2 separate regions of the Mus musculus genome follow, and region 1 is linked to region 2. Evidence: chromatin contacts called from public HiChIP or PLAC-seq data. All regions are on one chromosome and are shown on one strand. The core of a region is the stretch at or near the end of the contact, and the rest is flanking DNA. Distances in the headings are between cores, read along the strand shown. Region 1 has its middle 6.0 kb from the start of Gm36171. Region 2 holds the start of Snapc4 (small nuclear RNA activating complex, polypeptide 4).

What was found. HiChIP or PLAC-seq counts read pairs in DNA pulled down with a chosen protein or histone mark.
Region 1: a contact with region 2 is called in an H3K4me3 HiChIP or PLAC-seq map of bone marrow-derived macrophages, with 4 times the contacts expected there. The contact joins the enhancer-like site here to the promoter of Snapc4 in region 2. A contact is called at or near these places in 25 of 39 promoter capture datasets (the 3T3-L1 cell line, 3T3-L1-derived adipocytes, the C10 cell line and 16 more), 2 of 15 datasets of contacts at CTCF or cohesin (large pre-B cells and pro-B cells), 11 of 484 Hi-C or Micro-C datasets (the 3T3-L1 cell line, the AML12 cell line, the N1E-115 cell line and 6 more), 28 of 115 datasets of contacts at active chromatin or transcription factors (the 230-238 cell line, the HPC-7 cell line, the NIH/3T3 cell line and 16 more) and 3 of 9 other capture datasets (adipose tissue, liver and pancreatic islet).

The regions. Positions count from the first base shown.
Region 1 is chr2:26,559,544-26,562,880 of GRCm38.p6, forward strand. No RefSeq gene overlaps it. Among named protein-coding and RNA genes, the nearest start is that of Gm36171, 6.0 kb to the left of the region's middle. Within about 2 kb of position 1,563, at least 11 of the 459 cell types and tissues checked have an H3K27ac peak or open chromatin away from gene starts, as enhancers often do. A contact at or near this core is called in the SCID.adh cell line, bone marrow-derived macrophages and pancreatic cancer cells, where this site is marked.
Region 2 is chr2:26,378,426-26,382,114 of GRCm38.p6, forward strand. Snapc4 (small nuclear RNA activating complex, polypeptide 4) reads right to left here and starts at 2,228. Exons shown (of 23, transcript NM_172339.4): 1 at 2,124-2,228; 2 at 69-211. The coding sequence starts at 198.

The DNA of each region.
Region 1 (3,337 bases), core at 313-2,812, 180 kb after region 2:
AATGATTTTTGGCTATAGTTGCAGACAGAGCCTAGCATAACTGTCATCAGAGAGGTTTCACCCAGAAACTGATGGAAACAGATGCAGAGACCCACAGTCAAACATTAGGTAGAGCTCAGGGAATCATGTGGAAGAGGGAGAGGAAGGATTGTGGGAGCCAGGAGGGTCAAGGGCACCACAAGAAAACCCACAGAATCAACTAACATGAGCCCATAGGGGCTCACAGAGACTGAACCAAGGAGCCTGCATGGGACTGACCTAGGCCCTCTGCAAATATGTAACAGTTGTGTATCTTGGTGTTCATGTGCTCCTAACAGTGGGAGCAGGGCTGTCTTTGAGACCCTTTCCCCCTACTGGGCTACCTCATCTGACCTCTTAGGAGAGAATGCTCCTAGTCTTACTGCGACTTGATACACCAGGGCTGTTTGATAACCATGGGAGGAGGAGGAGATGAGGGAGTGGGGAGGCCTGAAAGGAGAGGACAGAGGGACATTTCAGTAGGAGTGTAAATTTAATTAATTAATTAATACGATAATTCATGTGCTTTGCATGTTTGTTGGGTCATGTGACCTAGGTCTGGCTAGGCATGTTGAATGTCGGAGATCAGAGAGATCCATCAGGATATAAGGGCAAGAGGTTGAGGGTAAGCGGAGTAACAGAGAACAGAGAGGCCCAGGGTCCTTTGTGAGTCTAAGCCCAGGGTCTGGGCTGAACCTCAGAGCTGGTCAGACTGGATGAGAAGGGCTGGGGACAGTGAGGAACTGAGCCACCTGGGGCTGCTTGCCCAGCAACCAAGGTCAGCTTCAAGTCACCTCTCCACTTCACTTGTGAATAACAGCTCTTCCCATCCCGAGGGAGCCTGTGGCCACCAGACACCTGCTTTCTCCCTGTTCCCACAGTTCTTGCCTTCCCTCCACAGTCTGTCTTGGTACCTTATTGGGGCTCGCCAGACTCCATTGGCTTCTAAAGGCTCTCGGGGACACTGAGGCATGCCACCCAGGCTACAGTCCCAGGGCTATAGACCTGCTTTCAGTACTGTGAATGCCAGGTGTGCAGCTGGAAGCCTGCAGCCAGACACCCTGAAGTTAGGTTAGTATCCTGAAACCTAGACACCACAGATCTCTGGACAAAGCCTGTAGGCTGCCCTCCCCAGCCTTTGTACCCGAGTGCAGAGTACAGAGCCCTAAAGGGCCTTCAAGTGCTGTGAGGGTGGACACTGCACCGTGCCTCTACTTAACAGAGCTCCGTGTGCAGGCTCAGGTGTGACCTGCCTCTTGTAGGGACCCTGGAGACTGAGGTCCTCACTGGATACTGCACCCACCCACTGCCCGTCCTGTACCCTGGTTTCTCTGACAACCCAGTTACCTGTTGCTGGGGGTCAGACGTGTCTGTTGCCAGGGCCAGGGATGGAGCTGAGCAGAGGCAGTAAGGCAGAACAGGGATGTCCCAGCCCACTCTTCTGGACACACAAAGGCCTGCTGACCATCCATATGCTGCTGCTTTGATTTGTTGGGGCGGGGGCTGGAATTGGCTGACATGCTCCAACCTATCGACCTTGGCACAATGGAGCACCCTGCAGGCAGGCTTGCGTATCCTTGTGCCCCATTACCTTCTCAGAGCCCCTTCAACTGGGCTACAAGCATCCCAGCTGCTGCAAGCCAAAGGAGTTATTACTCAGCACTCATGCTTTGCTGGCTGAACAAGAGGTGTTCGGTGAGGGGCTAACGAGGGGATGTCAGGGAATGGAAACTGAGAGCAGCATCAGCCCCAGAGGATGAAGCATGGCTTCCTGCTGGCCTCAGGAGCTCCAACACAAATGCCTTGTCTTCATCTGTGTCTGCCTTGCCAAAGTCCTCTCCAGTCCACAGTAGCACTAGTATGGACCCACCTGTGGTCCTGTGCTGACTTCCAGTCAGGACCGTCAAGTTCCTCGTCTCTGAGAATGGGGAGCTCCCATCTGAGGGGAGGTTGCAGAGGAGGCCTGGACTAAGAGTGGGGAACCCTCCTTGCCTCTTTTAGGAGAGCTTCCTCCTTCTCCTCCCCTCAAACTTGTCTTTACCCCTCCCCCACAAACCTTCCTAGTCTTCAAGCAGCTGGTATCCCTTGGTAGGCCATGAGGATACTGAAGGGTTTTCGGAGGCCTGGATATTGATGGCCATTGGGTCTAGGGTGGGAGAGAAGCTGAGGAAGGTACAGGGTCCAGACAAACTGTGGGTACCTGGAAGAGTGGGATCACACATACCTATGTACACAGGCTACATCCATGACCGTTTCTAAAGCCACATTGTCCCCTTGTGGTCACCTTGTGGTTCTGCATCATCTGGGATTCCTCCCAGACCAGAAGTGAAATAAATACGAGGTGCTCAGAGCAGGCTGGCAAGAACTCTGGCCACTTGGGGTTTACAGGGACGGAGGAAGGGAAGGAGCTGGGGAGCCCCTTGCTCTAAACACTGTGGTTTGAACTCAGAGCCTGTGTTTTTGACCTGGAAACCTACACTTCCCTCATCCACCCCAGGGTTGGAAGGAGAGGACTCAGGACCTCTCCAGAGAAGCAGGGCCAGGGCCAACAGGGGTAGGTAGGGACCTGCTCCTCCCCACGATCCAGGCCGGTGGGGAAGGAATGGCAGGGCTGCCACCTCCAAGGACTGCAGACGAGGAGATTGCATACCAATAAAGCAGAAAGAAAACAAGTAGATAGAACTGAGATTAGAATGGACCAAGAGGGAGCTGGGGAGGGGAGGACCGGAGTTTACATCCCAGAACCAGCATGGCAGCTCACAGCTGCCTGTGACTCCAGTTCCAGGGACCCAGCACCTCTCATACAGACAGACATGCAGGCAAAACACCAATGCATATAGAAATGAACGAGTTTTTAAAAAATAAATAAATAAATAAATAAATAAATAAATAAATAAATAAATAAAATGGACTAACAAGCAAGTCAATGTAACACAGTTAAATCTGGACAGACTTGTAAAAAGATAGCTCTCAGAATAAACCAAGGAAGAGACATACTCCACCAAAGTCAGGCTCCAAAGATGGAGCGTTGGCTCACACTCAACAAGCACCAGGAAAGCAGTGTTTCAGTCAGGAGCCACTTTGGGGTCAGCACTCGGGAGGAAAGGGCGAGAGGAGAGCCCATGGTTAGCCCAGGGGCATCATGAGATGGGGAGAGAAAGTGGAAACAGGGAAAATAATGTGTTAGAGTTCTGAAATACCTGATGATCAAAAATTTGGCAACTCAGATGACATAAAAATTCCTCGAAGGACAAAAGTCACTAACACAAGAAGAAAAGCAACAGAAAAATCCTGCACCTACGAAAGTTCAATTTATAAT
Region 2 (3,689 bases), core at 978-3,477:
CTAATTTAGCTAAAGGGTACACACAGCCGTTCCAGCCATGCCGTGCTAGGCCAGGTTCATGGGCACACCTGCTTCAGAGTCTGAACTGAGACTGGATTCAGAGACTTCAAAGTGGACGCTGGTGGATCCAGGATACAAAATCCTTTCAAGCTCCTGGATCTCCTGTGTTATTTTCTCTCGTTCGGCGTCTATGTCCATGGCTTCAGCCTGCCTTCAGAATGTTAGAAAACATGAGAAATTGAGTGTGCCTGGGTCTCGTTCTCTTTCAGACACACACTTGCTGGAGGTGGCAAGAGCCTGTTCAAATGCAGACAATAGACTATCCAGATGGCAATCAGCTTAGGGTTAAAGTCCCACAAGTTATGACACTCTTTTCATACCCAGGACTTCTGCTCTTGACTCAACACCTAGAAATGACCCTACTCTCCCTGAGGCCACCACCAGCACAGGTAAAAACACTTGTCTCTGTGCCCCAAGGTGCTCAGTTGGTCACCAAGTGCAGAAAGTGCAGAGCAACAGACATTCACCCCCTGTGATCCAAACCTATAAAGAGGTGCCCCGCTCTACACAGTGCTGACTGGCTAGTAAGTCAGAGTAAGGCTTAGCTTACTCCATGACCTATCTTTTCAGAACACTACCTGGCATATGGTGTTGTCTGATACTGAACAAGTGTCTGCTAAAGTACAAAGGAGGCTTTTTCTCTGGTACACTGTAAGCAAAGTCTGAGGGCAAAGGAAATTTGGAAGAGAAGTGTGAAAGATGATTCTAGAAAACACAAGCTCAGGTGGGTGAGATGGCACACCATACAAAGGCACTTGCTACCAGGCCTAAGGACCTGAATTCAGGACCAGTAATCAATGGTGAAGAGACCCTACTCCAGCTTTCCCTCAGACCTCCCCCACTATGGCACATCTACCTACACACAAGGAAATAAACAAGTATAATAACTGTAAAAAGCTGGGTGTAGAAGTCGGGTATAGTGACACACGTCTTTAATCCCAGGAATCAGGAGGCAGAGGCAGGGGGATCTCTGAGTTTGAGGCCAGCTTGGTCTACAGAGTGAGTTCCAGGTCAGCCAGAGCTCTAAAAGAAACTGTCTTCAAAAACAAAATAAAGAGCCGGGCGTGGTGGCAAAGGCCTTTAATCCCAGCACTTGGGAGGCAGAGGCAGGCGGATTTCTGAGTTCGAGGCCCGCCTGGTCTGCAAAGTGAGTTCCAGGACAACCAGGGCTATACAGAGAAACCCTGTCTCGGAAAATCCACCCCCCCCCCCCCCGCCCAAAAAAAAAAAAAAAAAAAAAAACCCAAAAAACCAAAAACCAAAATAAAGAAACAAAGAGCTGAGTGTGATGGCACATAATTTAAATCCCAGCACTTGGGGGGCATAACTAAGTGGATCTCTGCATTTCAAACCATTAGTGAGATACTGTTTCAAACAAAATTATCAAACACATTTTCACACCCAGAGCCAGAAATGAAGAAAAACATCCTGTTTGATTTCTTCCTACTAAGTTGTTGACAGCAGTCTTAACTGACTACAACAAAACAAAACAAAATCCCCTTCAACGACATTCCAATTACTTATACAGGGAACGTTTGTCAACCAACTTGGCTAGAAACAGCGGGATCTACAGATGTAGCAATAATCATTGCCACTGGATGCTTGGCCACCAACGAAAGAGTAACGTGTTTTGAGGCAGCAGCAATTCCATCTCCTCCCACAGCATCGCCCACATAAAGGAAGAAAAAGTCACGTTTTCAAGTCCTGAGCTGGGAGCCACGGTCCGCCTTTAATGACATCAGAGACACTTTGCTGCCTGTCCCTTCTAAGGCCTAACCGGGCAAGGCAGTTGGGGTCCAATGCACCCTTAGTGGCTGGATTCGATAAGCCAGGGGTGGCCGGTGGTGCTGCAGCGCATGCAACCGGTTAGAGCAGCGGTTCGGAGCACAGCACGGAGCAAATCCGGTCCTGCATCTCACCAGCTAGGGGACCTCGGCTGGGCTCCGGACGCGGGCTCTCCACTCCAGCAATGTCGCGGCCACGCCACGCCTCGGTTTCCCCGTGCTGGCTGCCCTGCCCCTCCTGGACACAACGCCTGCTACCTGCCGCCCGCCAATCCTCACCTTCTAGGCATCCCTTCCAAACTTCACAGCTGGCATCATCGCCCGGGCGACCACACGCAGATCATGCTTCTAGCAGTCGCGGAAGTCAGTAGGCTTGCACCGGAAGTCCCACCCAGGCTGCGGCGCAGGGCATGCTAGGAGGTGTGCTGGGGGGCGGGGCCCTAGCGAGGCGTTCATCTTTCTCCAGGTTCCCTGGGCTGTGTACTTAGCTCCTGGTGTTCTGGGTTTGGATGAATGATCAGTGTGTCGTTAAGTACTTTCCCGTGTGTGTCGTCCTCGGAGCCCACAACCTGGGACCGCCAGAAATGGACATTCATTCACTAAGGATTATTCTGCCTGGCCAACACATCACAGAGCTGCTGGCTAAGTAGTGGGGGGGGGGGGGCGGGAGGGCGGGGAGGGGGGGGTCGGTCTCACTCTTATGAAACAAAATACCAATAATTATCCATTATTAATTTTTTGTTTGTTTGTTTTTTCGAGACAGGGTTTCTCTGTATAGCCCAGGCTGTCCTGGAACTCACTTTGTAGACCAGGCTGGCCTTGAACTCAGAGATCTGCCTGCCTCTGCCTCTCCAGTGCTGGGATTAAAGGCGTGAGCCACCATGCCCGGCCCATTATTAATTCTTTTTTTTTTTAATTAGGTATTTTCCTCATTTACATTTCCAATACTATCCAAAAAGTCCCCAATACACTCCCCCCCACTCCCCTACCCACCCACTCCCCCTTTTTGGCCCTGGCGTTCCCCTGTACTGGGGCATATAAAGTTTGCAAGTCCAATGGGCCTCTCTTTCCAGTGATGGCCGACTAGGCCATCTTTTGATACATATGCAGCTAGAGTCAAGAGCTCCGGGGTACTGGTTAGTTCATAATGTTGTTCCACCTATAGGGTTGCAGATCCCTTTAGCTCCTTGGGTACTTTCTCTCCATTATTAATTCTTAACAGCTTCCTTAATTCTACTCTCCCTAGGCAGCTGGGTCCTCCTAGTGCCTAATAATGCCTGTGAGTAGGAGAAGCATGGCAGTGGCTTGAGGCTCAAGGCTGGTGAAAACCAAGCCTGGCGACTGGCCAGTTTGTGGGACCTGGGAAGGGCCTTGGTCTTATGGAGAACTGACTACAAGCTAGAAGTCACCTGCAACACTACTGGAGTGGGTACAGAATCATGAAATCAAAGAGTAATAGTGCATCCCTTTAATCCAACATTCAGGAAGCAGAGGTAGGTGTAACTCTGTGAGTTCAAATCCAGCCTGATATACAACAAAGCAAGTTTCAGAACTATATAGACACTGTCTCAAAAAAGAAAATAAGAGTCATATCAAGTCTGGCCCAGAGTTGGGTTTGGCCAGAGGGAGTCTGGGGCATTAAAGGAAACCTGTAGGTTCCTGGTGTAGGAACTTGTGTGGGGCAAGCCTGGTAAGAACTATCAGGCAAATTTCCCTGGGGTACTGTTGTTTCTTGAGACAGTCTATGTAGAACAGACTGATTGAGAACTGGGATCGTCTTTGTTCCTGGTACTCTGAATAAAGGCATGTACCACCATGCTCTATGGTGCTTGTACAACTTTAGGA